Regions from separate parts of the Gossypium hirsutum genome. Here region 1 is linked to region 2. Evidence: chromatin contacts called from public Hi-C data. All regions are on one chromosome and are shown on one strand. Each heading gives the region's core, a stretch centred on a gene start, on an enhancer-like site or on the middle of the called end of the contact. The rest is flanking DNA. Distances are from core to core; before and after follow the strand shown.

What was found. A called contact is a pair of places that touch in the nucleus more often than the background predicts.
Region 1: a contact with region 2 is called in a Hi-C map of hypocotyl, with 2.4 times the contacts expected there. The contact joins the promoter of LOC107920188 here to the promoter of LOC107918344 in region 2. A contact is called at or near these places in 6 of 34 Hi-C or Micro-C datasets (hypocotyl, leaf and petal).

Annotation. Positions count from the first base shown.
Region 1 is chrD13:14,981,164-14,988,828 of Gossypium_hirsutum_v2.1, forward strand. LOC107920188 (transmembrane emp24 domain-containing protein p24delta9) reads left to right here and starts at 3,262. Exons shown (of 4, transcript XM_016849749.2): 1 at 3,262-3,730; 2 at 3,826-4,035; 3 at 5,019-5,095; 4 at 5,223-5,616. The coding sequence starts at 3,524. The coding sequence ends at 5,367. LOC107920187 (integrin-linked protein kinase 1) reads right to left here. Exons shown (of 11, transcript XM_041108774.1): 8 at 7,432-7,553; 9 at 7,268-7,353; 10 at 7,068-7,183; 11 at 5,393-5,825. The coding sequence ends at 5,732.
Region 2 is chrD13:14,381,630-14,388,629 of Gossypium_hirsutum_v2.1, forward strand. LOC107918344 (mitochondrial uncoupling protein 3) reads left to right here and starts at 2,356. Exons shown (of 2, transcript XM_016847878.2): 1 at 2,356-2,865; 2 at 3,274-4,181. The coding sequence starts at 2,476. The coding sequence ends at 3,816. It overlaps LOC107920483 (anaphase-promoting complex subunit 2), which reads right to left and starts at 1,746. Exons shown (of 16, transcript XR_005922757.1): 1 at 1,352-1,746; 2 at 963-1,275; 3 at 566-855; 4 at 268-339; 5 at 1-41.

The sequences.
Region 1 (7,665 bases), core at 2,012-4,511, 600 kb after region 2:
CTACTTGGATGCACGACAATATGGATATTCGAGATAGCATAAACCAACTGAGGTTATGTAGTTATTTTAGGAATCTAGGCATAGTAAAACAACATATCCACACTTAAGGGCATCATTGAGGAGAAGACCTAATTAAAAAATTTTATTCATTTTTTTTATAAACAAACAAACAAACAATTTGTTCATTTTTCCACCGTTTCTCATTGTTTGGTAAATTGTAAATAAGTATATATTGTTGATGTAAAATGCAACAAAATACAATATAAACATTTTTTTTCATTTTTTTCTTAGATTGTAAATAAGTATATTATTGAGAATGCATACAATAGAATAAACTACAAATAAATTTTTTAATTTTTTTCGTAAATTGTAAATAAGTATATATTATTGATATAAAATACAATAGAATACAATTTTTTTTATTTTTTTGTAGACTGTAAATAAATATATTATTGATGTAAAATACAATAGAACTTTTTTAAGGAAATTGGAATAAGTACATTATGGATGGAAGATTTTAATACAATACAAATTAAAAATTAACAAACTAAATGATGATTTACATGAGAAAAATTTAAAATAAAAAATCCATCAGTGTTGTCCCAAATGTGTGCCACAACCAAGTAGGTATTGATTTCGAGGAGGATTTCATCGTAGTTAGGATTCTGGCTCCTTATCTTCTTCATCTTCATCTTCATCTTCACCTTCACCTTTATTTTGATCTTCATATTCATCTCGTTCCTTCGTGTTATAGTGCATTTACGTCCTAGGTTCCCGTCGTATATCATAATAAGTGGTTGCCAAGATAACTCACCTCTGAAAAAAAATGATGCTAGGGGTGTTTGTGACACTATCGACAAATAATTGTATGGTGTCGAATAACCCGATTGTGGATAGAATGTTGGAATTGTAGGTAATGACAGATACATCGGTGTTGTTGTTGGCAGTGGCGTGTAATATGGTCTTGAGGATGGAGGTGGTGCAAAAAATATACTTGGAGAAGGTGTTGATGCATGGTATTATAGTGTATAATGTGGTGCTTGTGTAAAAAAATAGGGTTAGTAAAAGTACCATAAAAATATGAACCATATTGACAGGGAAGTGGTGCACCTATCAGTGCCTCATGTGAGGTTGGAGCTGATGATGATTCCATTAATGCATGTACTCTCGATAGCAGCCTCATGTGGGGTCGTCTTGGCCTTCTATGACGACATTACCTACTTTTTTCCTCCTCCAGAAGTAGATATGGCTTACCATGAAGTCTAAATCATGTTATGTAATCTAGAGAGGTCGCCAAATCCGGTGGGAGAATTGGTTCGTGTATAGGTAAGAAACTATACCTATGTTCCCAAATGTAGATATATTTGACATGGAATTTAGGTTTATCTTCATTGATTCCCCTTCCTTCCGCGCAAATCGGTCTTGTGAAGTTCATTGAGCTATTGGGGTGAAGGCAAAATATTTTGCTTAGACACAAACTGGCGCATCACTTGATGTGATTCATGCATCTCGACCATTGCAAAAACTATCAATGACACTTTGATGTGCCAAATTTTGCGATTTGTCAAAAATTTGGCCGAGATGCATTCTTGAATTCTTGAATCAGAGTATGACATTCATTCAAACTATAGTATGAAATTATAAATTCTATTATGTACTTAATATTAAATTTCAAATCCTTACGTAAATATTATATAATTGAAAATTTCAAAAGTTAACATCGATTTATGATTGTTGATCTAGTAATAACCGAATATCTTCGAGCTTGTCTGGTATACCCACATGACTCGTGTTATTGTTTCACCTATTCAAATAATATGTTATTTCAAAAAAATAATAATGAAAAAAAATATTATGATAACTATATTATTAAATGAATTTTGTCGTATTACAAGTGGGAATTCATAAGGGGCGTTTACTTGGCGATGTAAAAATGGTAGGCGGTACCATGCCCATAACTGAAGGAGTATGCGACCATCAATTTTAATTTTTTGTGCTTTCGTTGCCCGATACATTTCTCGGTACCATGTTGCCAACACAACTGATCCTTAACCGAGTCACCTCGCTTTTTTTAGGTCGACTAGTTGTAGGAGCCACCTTAAATTTACCAGATGTTGAGATTTATTTGGCATTAGAAGACCTTTGATTAACTTCAGGATGAATACTCGCGTGTATTGTTGTCTTTCAACGACACCAGCAGAGTTGTCAATATAATTAAAATTGTCTTCTAACCATTTTATCTCTATCCGACTACCACTCAACTTGTCCAATACCTTGCCTAAGTGTGGGTTTGGACGGACGGTGCGGTGCGTTTAGCTTACTTTTTGTCTTACGCTACAATATCTAATCTCATCGCCACAACTATTTTTACACTAACTGCAGGTAAACGTATCGTCCATCCAAACCCACCCTAATAATTGGTCATAAATTGCGTTCCAATCACCAATGCCCACTAACCCCATAATGATTGCCCCATCAACTAGTAAATCGAGTTGAAATACTACATCCTTGAATGTAATTGTACACTCACCGTACGGAAGATGAAATGTGTGTGTCTAGGGTCTCCATCTTTCCACCAAAGAGTTGATAAGTGTGGGATCCAATTTAGTCCCCCTCGCATACGAGACACATGCAAGAATCTCGCCTCTTGTAAGTGTTGTTTAATAACGCGCGATGCCCTCGCATTTAAATTGTGTATGTACGTCTCGATAATATAATCGTCAGTCTGGTTATATTAATATAAAAAATTATAAAATTAATAATGTTAACAACTTAATAATTATATTAATTAAAATTAAAAAAATAAATAATATTTTCTTGCCATTTGCTATTGGACGCTGGAAATGTGTTTGCCATCTAAATGTATAAGTGGCATTAACATTTTAAAAATTATAAAAATAAAATAAAATCAAAAAATTACGAAATATAAAATTAAGACAATAAAAATTTGAGAAAAATTGAATGAAAAAATGATAATAAAATAGTTGAGAGAATAGAATTTGAATGCAAAAGAAGAAAATGGAAGTATGAAATAAATTAGCTGTTATATTAAAAGTTATTGTTCGATGAAAACATGTACAACAAAATGTGTTTTCTGTTTTTCGCTCCAAAATTAATTAATTTCCCTAAATTTATTAAAAAACCTAATTTCTTAATTAATTATGGAAACGGACTGTCTAACTAATTTAACCCTGAATTATTATTACTATTATTGAAAAAATAAAGACAAAACAGTGAAATACAGATCCAATGTTGTGCGTATCTGTATAAAACGTGCTGTTACGTTAAGACAGATCTGGGATTTTAGGACATCAAACAGCCTAATCGTATCTAAAAGTCTCCACAGTTACGTGTCTCTTCCAATCCCATCCCACCGCGTGTCTTTATTAATTTTGACCTCTATTTATTACTATTAGCACTACTATTATTATTAATTTTATTTTTCCTCCCCAATCTCTTCTTCTTTTTGCATCCACTGATTTTGCGTTCTTTGTTTTGTGGAATCAAAGCTTCGCCGTTGACCATGATTCTCCGGTCAGTATTGGTCTTGGTTCTGTTGGTGGGGGTTTTATTCCGTGCATCGCAATCTTTGCGTTTCGATCTGCAATCGGGACAAACTAAATGCATCGCCGAAGACATCAAGAGCAATTCAATGACTGTCGGAAAGTACCACGTTGTTAAACCTAACGAAGATCATCCTTTGCCCGATTCTCACAAGCTCACCGTCAGGGTACTCTTAAAAAAAACCCAACCTTTTTCTATCTAATTTTGTGTTTTGAGTTTTGGGAGTGATTTAAGATGTTTTGGGGCTGTAAATTCTTGTAGGTAACGTCTTCGTATGGGAATAATTTTCACTCGGCAGAAAAGGTGGAGAATGGGCAGTTTGCATTCACGGCGACGGAGCAAGGTGATTACATGGCTTGCTTTTGGGCGCCGGAGCATTCGCCGCCGATCACGGTCACCGTTGATTTCGATTGGAGGACTGGAGTCCACACCAAGGACTGGACTAACGTTGCCAAGAAAGGCCAAGTCGATGTAAGTATTATAATCCCTTCCCACGAATATGTTGCTTTAAGGGGGGGGGGTTGGCTGGTGAAGGGACCATAATTGTTGCATCTACAATACATATAGTTGAGTTGTTCTTTGTAACAATGATTCAATTTAGAGTGCTTGTAGTTCTAAGCGTTGAAAGCTACGTAGATTTATTGTAATGATCATTAGGATCATCTTGGTTGATTGGAATTACTTGGAAAAAGATTTAAACCCTAGTTGCTTAGTGCTAAGCTAAAGGGTCTCTCGGTCTCGGTGTTCCATAGAAAATTACTGCTTTTTCTTTAGTGTTCAAGGCTTGTTATGTTCTTTTTTTACATCAGATCCATCATGTTCACTTATCATGAGATGTTGGTTATGAAGTTCACTAGGCCGATTTATGTGACTTTGGCCTTTTCTATGAACAAAAACTTCCTTGCTTGCGGTTCAATCTTTGGAGCTACGGATTGGGTTTTTGTAAATTAGATGGACACTCTCTTACATGGTCGTTTCTGCAGCTGTTGATTTGCCCACTTACTAAGCAAAACAGTCTGAGAATATAGTTTAATATGTATAAGATCCTGATGCTTAACCCAGATACAATTAATGTAACATTAACCTTTTATCTCTCCTTAGTGCTAAAGCAGTTGTCTCTCTTTTCATTCTAATTAGTAAACCCTAGATAGCAAACACCAACCCACTATCACTCTTCTAGAACAATTAGGCATGCTAGGTTTTTTGCATTCCTATTGTTTTCATACCTTTAGGAGTACCTACCTGCCTGCCTTTGGAACATTGATGCTCGGATTCTTTATTGTCATCAATAGGTATGAGAAACACTTCACAAAAATTGCCATACTCATTTCAAACACATACCTCAAGTCTGTGTAACATAATTGGTGCTTATGTTCTAATCCCTTACCTGAATCCTAGATGGAAAAAAGAAAAACCTTATTGTTTCTCTCTTTTATTTCTATTGTAAATACCAGGCGATGGAACTTGAGCTGAAGAATCTGTATGATACCATTCAATCCATTCATGAGGAAATGTTTTATTTGCGTGAGAGGTAAGGAAACATCTTATCCATCGTCGTTGTTGCATAGCTCTTCCTCTTGAAGGAATCTTATTTCTTCACTCACTGTTTTGGGTTCTGCATATGATTCTTTTTGTGTGTGTGTGTGTGTGTGTTCCAGAGAAGAAGAAATGCAGGAACTGAACAAAGCTACAACCTCCAAAATGTTCTGGTTGTCGTTCCTCTCACTGTTTCTTTGCCTATCAGTAGCGGGATTACAATTTTGGCATTTGAAAACTTTCTTCGAGAAGAAGAAGCTTATTTAAGTTTGTAAGACCATAGGTTTTTTTCCCTGTACTGTTGCAAAATATTTTGACAAAAATAATTTTCTAGGTCTCATAGCTGGAATAGGTCTCTGTCATGTGAAATGTGTAATATCTTTGTGGCTACCTTCTATAATGGATGAAGTTTGGGGAGAGAGTGAGGTAAGGGGATACAAAATGACAAGCTTGGTAGTTGTTATTATTACCTATGTTATTCATACTCTTCATTTTTTTTAAAGCATTTATATCTAACACATACGCGTACATGTTTGAATGTGGGTATGAAAGCATGACCTTTTAAATATACAAAAACCGTCGGATACATTTTGATATCCGACACTTTTGTTTCGTTTATGATGATAGAAAATCACCTAATTTCTATCACATTTTGCAACCCAACCAGATTGCAAAATGAAGATTGAGGGCAAAATTTGAGATCCCCACCCAAACGCTTAAGGTTCCTGAAATCCAAATTGAACCTTAGAATGAAAAGACTGAATGCCGAAGAAGAATTATGTAATTTTTCATAAAATAAACAGGAATAAAAGTTAAAGCAACGGGCAGATCTGGCAATATCAGGCATAGCAAGATCATATGACAAATACAAAATGAAAAATAATTAAAATTATATAATAGAGATATTAACATGTTAAAATTACATAAATATAAAATATCTTAAACCTGGTTATGACAATAATATAATACAAATGTTGACAGATAAGAATTGTAAAGTCTGACAACAGGAAATGAGCAACAGCTACCATTAAACAAGCCATGATTCAAAAAGCATACCTAAGCAAAAAAACAAAATCCAGAAATTCAACCTGAAAGCTCAAACTAGGGTTTAGGGTTTAGGGTTTATAGTTTAGTGTTTAGGGTTTTAGGGTTTTAGGGTTTAGGGTTTAGTACTAATATAACAACATAGATATTTTCCTGCCTATTATTGCTCCTCGTAATCAATGGTGAATGGCGATAAGGATGAAAAGTAAAACTGTGTACGATGAGGAAACGTTTTATTATATGCAAATTCGGGTGACCTTCAAAGAGTTGAAATTGAAATGCAGGCATACTTTTATGACTGAATTTGGAAAGAGGATAGAGGAAAACCAGTTATGGTAAAATCTATAACAAGCAACTTACTGAGTCTATTTACAGTACCATCCATTGGCACAAATGGGGGAGCTTGGAGGTGATTGGTGGAAACGGGAGGTTTATCATCAGTTACATCAAATCTTGAACACTATGTATTGTATATATTCAAACAATGATCTGAGGATACATTTTTTTCCTACATCTTTTCAAGCCACTTGAGAATATCCAAGAAAGAAGGTCTTTGATTCATATCGGCAGCCCAACATTTGTCTGTTAAGCTAAGAAAGATTCAAGAAGAAAACAATCAGCAATTCCACTTGTCCAAGTCCAGCACCTCAAATTGTTTGTTAAGTAACTGTATTAACATTAATTGCTAAACATCTTTGAGAAGAGATTTTGCAGTTAAAAGGTTGGATAATACCAAAGGCTAGGAAGATGGAGATGTAAGGCAGTATTAAGGTCAACAATATGCAAATCTGCATGCAGATATTATAGCTTATATATAACCTACTTATCATTATAAAATTCAAGTTGTCGTTTGACCATGTACATGGTGTAGCACAAGCCATGAAACCTTCTAGTAAAGTAGAAGAATCATAGAGATGGCTTACTCTCTGAGTTCAGGGAGGTATGATTTTGAACGAAAAGAAGGTCGCTGTCCTGCTGCAACATACTTAGCTGCTTCATAAGGTTCATAATTCGAGAATGGTGGTTCTCCTTCAAGCATCTGCTCCAAGTAAGAATATCATGCATTAGAACTAATCTCAAATAGATTACTATCAATGTCATTTTGAAGGAGGAAGAAGATTACCTCATAAAGTATCATCGCGAAAGAGAAAACATCCACTTTTTTATCATATTTCCGGTGCTTGAAAACTTCAGGTGCCATATAACGATCTGTCCCAAATGCAAATTAAAGAACCTAAGAATCTGAGGATCATTTATTATCCAAAGGAAACCTGCACAAACACTCACAACTCCCTGTTTCCCCAGTCATTTTGTAGACATCATGACAATTTTGAACCTTGATGAGTTTGCTCAGTCCAAAGTCTCCAACTTTCAAATGATCAGCACTGGAGTTGACCAAAAGCACATTCCTGACAAAAAAAAAGGAATATTATAACATGAAAAGTCGATGCAATTCAAAGTTTTCAACCATGGAAGAAAAAGGAAAAGATTTCAACTAATGAGGAAGATTTTTGTGCTTTC
Region 2 (7,000 bases), core at 1,106-3,605:
AGATAAGCAAGCAATGCGTTCAAGAATTGCAGAGGAACGACCTGTACAATATTCTCCAAATGTAAGGAACAAGCACTCAAGTAACTTAACCATAGGGAAAAAAAACAGCAAGTTAATAAAACCTGAAATAACATGAAACCTGGAAAGAGATACTTTTATTTTACCAAAATTAACGGCAAGATTAGCAAGACATCCATGAATTGATTTCTTAAAGTTGCTTTCAATGAAAAGGAAAAATGTGAAGGATTTACAAACACCAAAACCAACCTGTATCCAACCCTTAATGGAAGCCAAAACAGAACTCCGGTAATCATCACCAGCCAGATTATGTACTTTAGCCTGTATGCAAACAAGGAAAGAATGTTGCTAAAATAAGGTAAATTTATTAAGCCTAAAACATGATAAGCAATGTAAGCCAGAGGTAATATTTTCTAAAGGAGAATCATTAAAGGAAACAAAAAGCACAAAGTCCAATACAAAATTGAATAGAAAAAGATCAGATAACTATGTTGAGTTCAATTACATAAGGTGTGCATACATATTTTATGATAAATAACAAGCCCACCTTCAGAAGCATGAAAATAGCAGAAGCATAGGCATCTTCAGTCATTGATGTGAAACCAAGATTTCTAAGATCACGAACAACCTTCCCAATGTTCCTCACCAACTTACTGTTCTCTGAAAACTTGTCTTGGGAATAGCACTCATCAATTTCCATTTCACCAGTTCTATACTTGTTCTTTTCATCAAAATCCATCTCATCTCTATCTCGATGCTCATTTTCCTCATTTAATTCTCCATCCATTATGGTACTTAACTCCTCAAGCCTTCCCTTAAAATAAAAGTGAAGCACCTCTAACAACATCAATGAAATTATCAGCTAATAATCAAATAATAAAACCCCAGTAATGCACAACGAAAGAACTGACCTTTTTTTCAATAAAAAGCTAGTAATTTCATACCGGGAAAATGTCGAGGTAGGTTGGCCATAAGTATGGAGGAAACAATTAATTGATACTTTGAGAAAAGATAGACTTTTCCCACATCAAAGTCGGGCTTTCCATCAGTCAAATTATCCATATAGGACTGTAGTGCATGAACTAACATTAACAAGCATTTCTCTTGATTTTCTTTTTCTAAACAAATCTCCTCCAAAGCATTACAAAGCACTCTTTGAATCTCATCCTCATCAATCTTCTCTAAATCTTCTTCAATTTTGCTATAATCCTCAAAATAGCGCCAAAATCTCGACGCCCCATTTTTCTCAAACGCTTCCTATAATTTAGAAAAAAAAATGAAATCAAGAAAATTTAATTTCGAAAGAGACTGCAATGGCTTAACCGATTATTACCTCTAGTAATCTAAGGAAGTAGTCCCGAGAGAGAATATGGAGGCCGTGTTTGCAGAGAGTGTGAACATGAGAAACGAAGTCATGTTCGAGGGAGAGATCGCCGGAGATTTTGAGGAGAGAATTAGCGGCGGTGCAGAAACCGTCGTAGCTTTGGAGGATTTCTTGGACGGAGTCGTTGTCGAGACTGATCAAAATCCCTAGATTGCACACTGGAGAAGAAGTTAATGACTCCATTGACAAGAAAATAACACAAATCCTCTCCTTGCTTTGAAAAACCCTAACTTAGGTCTCACTACTTCAGCTTAGAATTGAACTGTGGAATTTTTTAGTTCCATTTTTTCGATTTCTTCTTTACCGCCACTGCCATGAATCCCTTTTGCTCAATTTCCACCTAAACGACGCATGACATGTGTCGTTTCACTTATTTCAAAAGCCATTTTTTGGTCTATTTTAAATTTTAGTCCCTCTATGACGTTATTTTTTTTCTAACAACTTTCTTATAGTCAAGTTGTGAAGGCGGAACATGGTTAGTACCTGGATTCCTAAAATTTTTGAAATTTTTAATTATTCCCTCATGATTTTTAGAAATTTTCATTAGACCTCTTAAAGTTTTAAAATTTTGGATTAGGCCTCTTTAAAAATTTTAGAACTTCTATTAAGCCCTCAAATTTTTTAAAATTTAATTAGATTTTTCAGAAAATTTAAAAATTCTAATTAAGCCTTTAATTTGTTAAAAATTTTAATTAAAACCTAAATTTTTTTGAAAATTAATTTAAATTCTCTCAAAACTTAATGGTGAAATCTGTCACTGTTCAAATAACATTCAATTTTGGGGCATTTTTTCAGCGGCAATAATTAATTTAGACATACTAAAAAGATTATAGAAGTAGACGTGAGATTAGGTCAACTTAAAATTAAGGATGAAATCTAAATTTTATTATGATAAGAGGGACTAAAACCAGAATAACATTTTTTAACTTATTTATTTCAAAACTAGCTTAGAGTGATAGATATTATAGGGCGAGACAAAAAGTAAGGTAAAGGCAAAAAGTAAGCTAAAGGCAGTCTACGGCGGATTCAAAACCACCATTAGCTTAGGTCTCTCTCAAAGTCTCAAACATCAAATGAAGGCAAATGTCCATGGACATAAAGAAACCAGAACCCGAACCGGAATTAAGATCTTGTTGACGTCACTATCGGCTATGGTGGCGGGAACTTCCACCTTTCCCATAGACTTAACCAAGACAAGGCTCCAGCTTCACGGCGAGTCTCAACCTCTCTCCTCCTCCACGCGCCGTCCCACCAATTCGTTCCGTGTCGCCGCCGGTATCGTCCGTGACCAAGGCGTTTCAGGGCTGTATAAAGGTCTCTCCCCGGCTATTATTAGGCATCTGTTCTACACTCCCATTCGGATCGTCAGTTACGAGAATTTAAGGAATTTGGTGAGCGCAGATGGCTCTCTTTCTCTGTCTTCTAAAGCGCTTGTAGGTGGCATTTCCGGCGCTATTGCTCAGGTTTGCCTTCAAATACTGAATCAAAATCATGGAGATTAATTTGCTTTCTTGAAATTGCCAAAAAAATGAATTGGGATTATTACTTTTTCTTAAATATGTAAAAGGTTCCAGTAGCTCTGTTATGCTGAAATTTTAGATTTAATCCCACTACTTATAATAAATCGATGACATGAAAATTTTTTCTGATATTTGATCTCACCGTTATGGTCACTTAAAAATTCAGTCCATTATATTCAACCAGTAAAAAAATTATATTTCAGCCTAATGTTTTAGGTTGCTTTTTGAGAACAATTTATTTCATAGCAATTAACAGTGTTAGCCATCCAGCTATTGCTTATGCACTTACATTTTTGACAAGATTGATTATTGTAAGTATTGATTTGGAATGTAATAGTATTAGCAGTACAGTTTGTGGCAAGTCCAGCTGATCTTGTTAAGGTGAGGATGCAAGCGGATGGCCGTTTGATAAACAAGGGTCTTCAACCACGATACAAAGGACTCTTTGATGCTTTTAACAAAATTGTAGCCATGGAAGGTCTTGGAGGTCTTTGGAAAGGGGTTTTGCCAAATGTTCAGAGGGCGTTCTTAGTGAACATGGGTGAAGTAGCCTGTTATGATCATGCAAAACGTTTTGTTATAAATAATCAGATATCTGATGATAACATCTATGCACACACATTGGCATCGATCATGTCAGGTCTCTCTGCTACAATGCTGAGTTGTCCGGTTGATGTTGTGAAGACAAGAATGATGAATCAAGCGGCTAGTAAGGAAGGGAATGTTTTGTACAAGAGCTCATATGATTGTTTGGTGAAGACGGTGAAAATCGAAGGTTTAACAGCATTGTGGAAAGGTTTCTTTCCTACATGGGCAAGGCTTGGTCCTTGGCAATTCTTTTTCTGGGTATCTTACGAGAAGTTCCGACAAATTTCGGGGCTTTCTTCCTTCTGACTAATGGACCTGATCAGGCTTCAGATGCCAACATACTTACGGGATAGTTTCAGATGTTATTACCGGTTTCTTGTTCCAGGGGCAATAACTTGAATACCAGCATTGGGCAGAAGATGTTCTGCTTTGATGGTCTGCTTCCTATGTAGTGTTTTTTTATGGCATTTTTCCCATATAAGGTTAACCTTGTTGTGATTTGCAGTCCCTTGGCGGTAAATGCGAGATCGGTTGTGCTTCTTGTGCATGTTGTGGCCTGTTCAAGTTTGTAAGTACGGTATGTAGGACGAATAAAAAATGGTATTTTCGATGAATTGATTCAAAACTTTACATGAAACTATAAGATCATATAAGAAAAAACTAATTTTACATCTGTATAAGCTAATCAATCCTCTTAAGTATAATGTTTATGCTGAGAAGTATGAAATGCAGGTCTATTATTTTATGTATAACATATATATACATGATGGTATGAGTTAGTTTTATATTAATTTTTTTATTCAATTCTACTGCCAAACTCTACACCAGTAGAGCAATAAGACGATAAGAATTAGATCTTAGGCTAAATGGGCCTAACCTTTTCAAGGTTGCTTGAATAAGGATTAACACGTTCCAAAACCTTCAAATAAGGATCTAATGTTGTCAATTTTGTTGAAATAAGGGTTTATCACATGGATTACCCAAATTTGAAAAAAAAAACAAATTATACGTAAGCCAAATTTAGCATACACAGATATAGATACTTAAAAGCTAATATAAAATCCCATATTTATTCATCAGCTCTAAAAGAATTTTCTAAGTTTCATAGATAAACCCTAAAGAGAATTTGAAAGTAAAAAAAGGTACTAAAAGATTTCCTTACTGTTATCCTAACTCAAAATTGTAGAATAATTTTTGAAAATTTTGAAACTTGAAAAACTTAAGATGAACAAACAAAAATCAAATGCAAAAATCAAAATCAAAAGATTTAGAAACCTCCATGAAGATGATATCGATGTGGTTTTCTTTTAAACCAACAAAAATTTCCACAATAGATAATAATGGCAATTTATAAAGCAAAAGGAAACAATTTGTCCATGAAATATCATGGGTTATTCAATTCAACAAAGCTAATATTATGGTCTTCAATTACAAATCCCCCCCCCGAACAAAAAAAAAAAAAAAGACTGCGAGGGACTTGATAGTAGAATTTACATGAGACAGTTCTGGTGCTTAACTTTATGATGAAATTCTTCCCTCATTCTCCTGATCTCCACTTTTCTCCCCAATCTCTCTTTCTTCTTGTCTTGTTGGTGGGCGATCCAACTGTGGCCTTTATCCATGGCTTACCAAAACACAAAGGCGTGAATGCCATTGTGAAGCAAGTGCCCAATTTCACCAATTTTGCTCCTCTTACTTTAAGGTTCCAGAGATTGGGCTAAGGGACAAATTGTTGTAAAAATCACTAATGAATGCTTCCAGATGCAAAGGCAACTGGATAATCTAAGACTATTTTTGAGAAATTTCGATTCTGGACAATTTTTGGGTAGATTAAGGTTTCTTCCAAACTTGGGTTTTAGACTCAAATAAAATACAATTTCCTTTTTTAATTAAAAATAGTTTTATTTATCTTATACAAATTCCATCTAGTTTAAATCAATACATTTCATCATTAAAAAATACAAGTTTTTTCAACACCACAAATGTATCTGGGTATACATTACAAATGCCCAACTAAGGGTGAGTTTGGATGGGCGGTGCGTTTACCCGCGGTTACGGTTAGTGTAAAAACAGTGGTGGTGGTGAGATTGGATACTGTAACGTGAGATAAAAAGTAAGCTAAACGCACCGCACCGCACCCAATCGCCCATCCAAACCCACCCTAAGATTCGAAAATATTAAGCCATTATTTGAATGTTTTGAAATGATTAACCCTTATTTAAGTAACTCTCAAAAGATTAGGTATTTATATAAGCATTTAGCTTAATAAGTCTCGATCAACAATAATTTCTTGAAAAATTTTAGGTGAGATTTATTGCTTATAATTATAATTTATGTTTAAAAATATTAAATTAATTATAGAAGGAATCCAATTACATCGATATATAACTTACGTAATTTTACACTTTTTTATACTTTTTTACACAATTAATATTTTAACAATCTAACTGAATATTTCATGCTCAATTCATATAGATCATGCATGTCAAGTTTGACATAAATTAAAAAATTTTAACTATTCATTTTATGAAAAAAATTTAACCGTTAAATATATTTTAATATAGACAATGTTTTATATCAATATAATAGAGATATTGGATCGGTTAAAAATTTTATATGCATAACAAGTACAAATACCTTATAAATTCAATTGTTGAATTGTTAAAATATTAATCGTATAAAAAATTATAAAAGTATGTAAAACCACTCTAAATTTTACACGAATATAAGCAGATTCCTCCCCAATAATTATTATTTAAAAAATTCACTAAGATGAAATTGAGTAAAGACAAAAATTTTGTAGCTTAATTATTAGATTAAAAAAAAATTCCTTCTCACTCATGAAAATACACTAGAATAGGTTTATCTTTTGAATGAGTTTTAAATGAAAAAAAAAATTTTTTAATTAAATATGTTTTTGCTATCTTCAATTTTTTCTATTCAATAAAATTTTTTATTATTTTAATTATTTATAAAACTATTTTAATTTATTATTATATTAAATTGTAAATTTTCATTATATTCTAATATAACAATATCTTAAATGTAATGTATTTTTAAAGTTAATATATGTAATTTTATTTTTAATAAAAATTCATCTATTATAATTATATTTTCGTTTTTTGCCTCTCTTATTTATTTATTTTTAAACAATTTTATGAAAATATATATTAAATATTTTATACTTACTTTTAATTCGATTATATATAGATTTATAATACTTAATTTTACTTGTAGTAAACTACCAAAATAATCACTTTTATTTGTCTCATATTACATTTTAGTCACTTATGTTTGAAATGTTACGTTTTAGTCACTGAGCCGTTAATTTCCGTTAATGGTCTAATGGAAAGCTGACGTAGTACGTTAAATCATCATTTCAAATGAAAATTTTAGGTTAAATTATACAATTGGTCCATATATTTTTTCGTTTTGGGCAATTTAATTTTTTTATATTCTTTTAACTTTTTCTTCTTTCTTTTCCTTTATT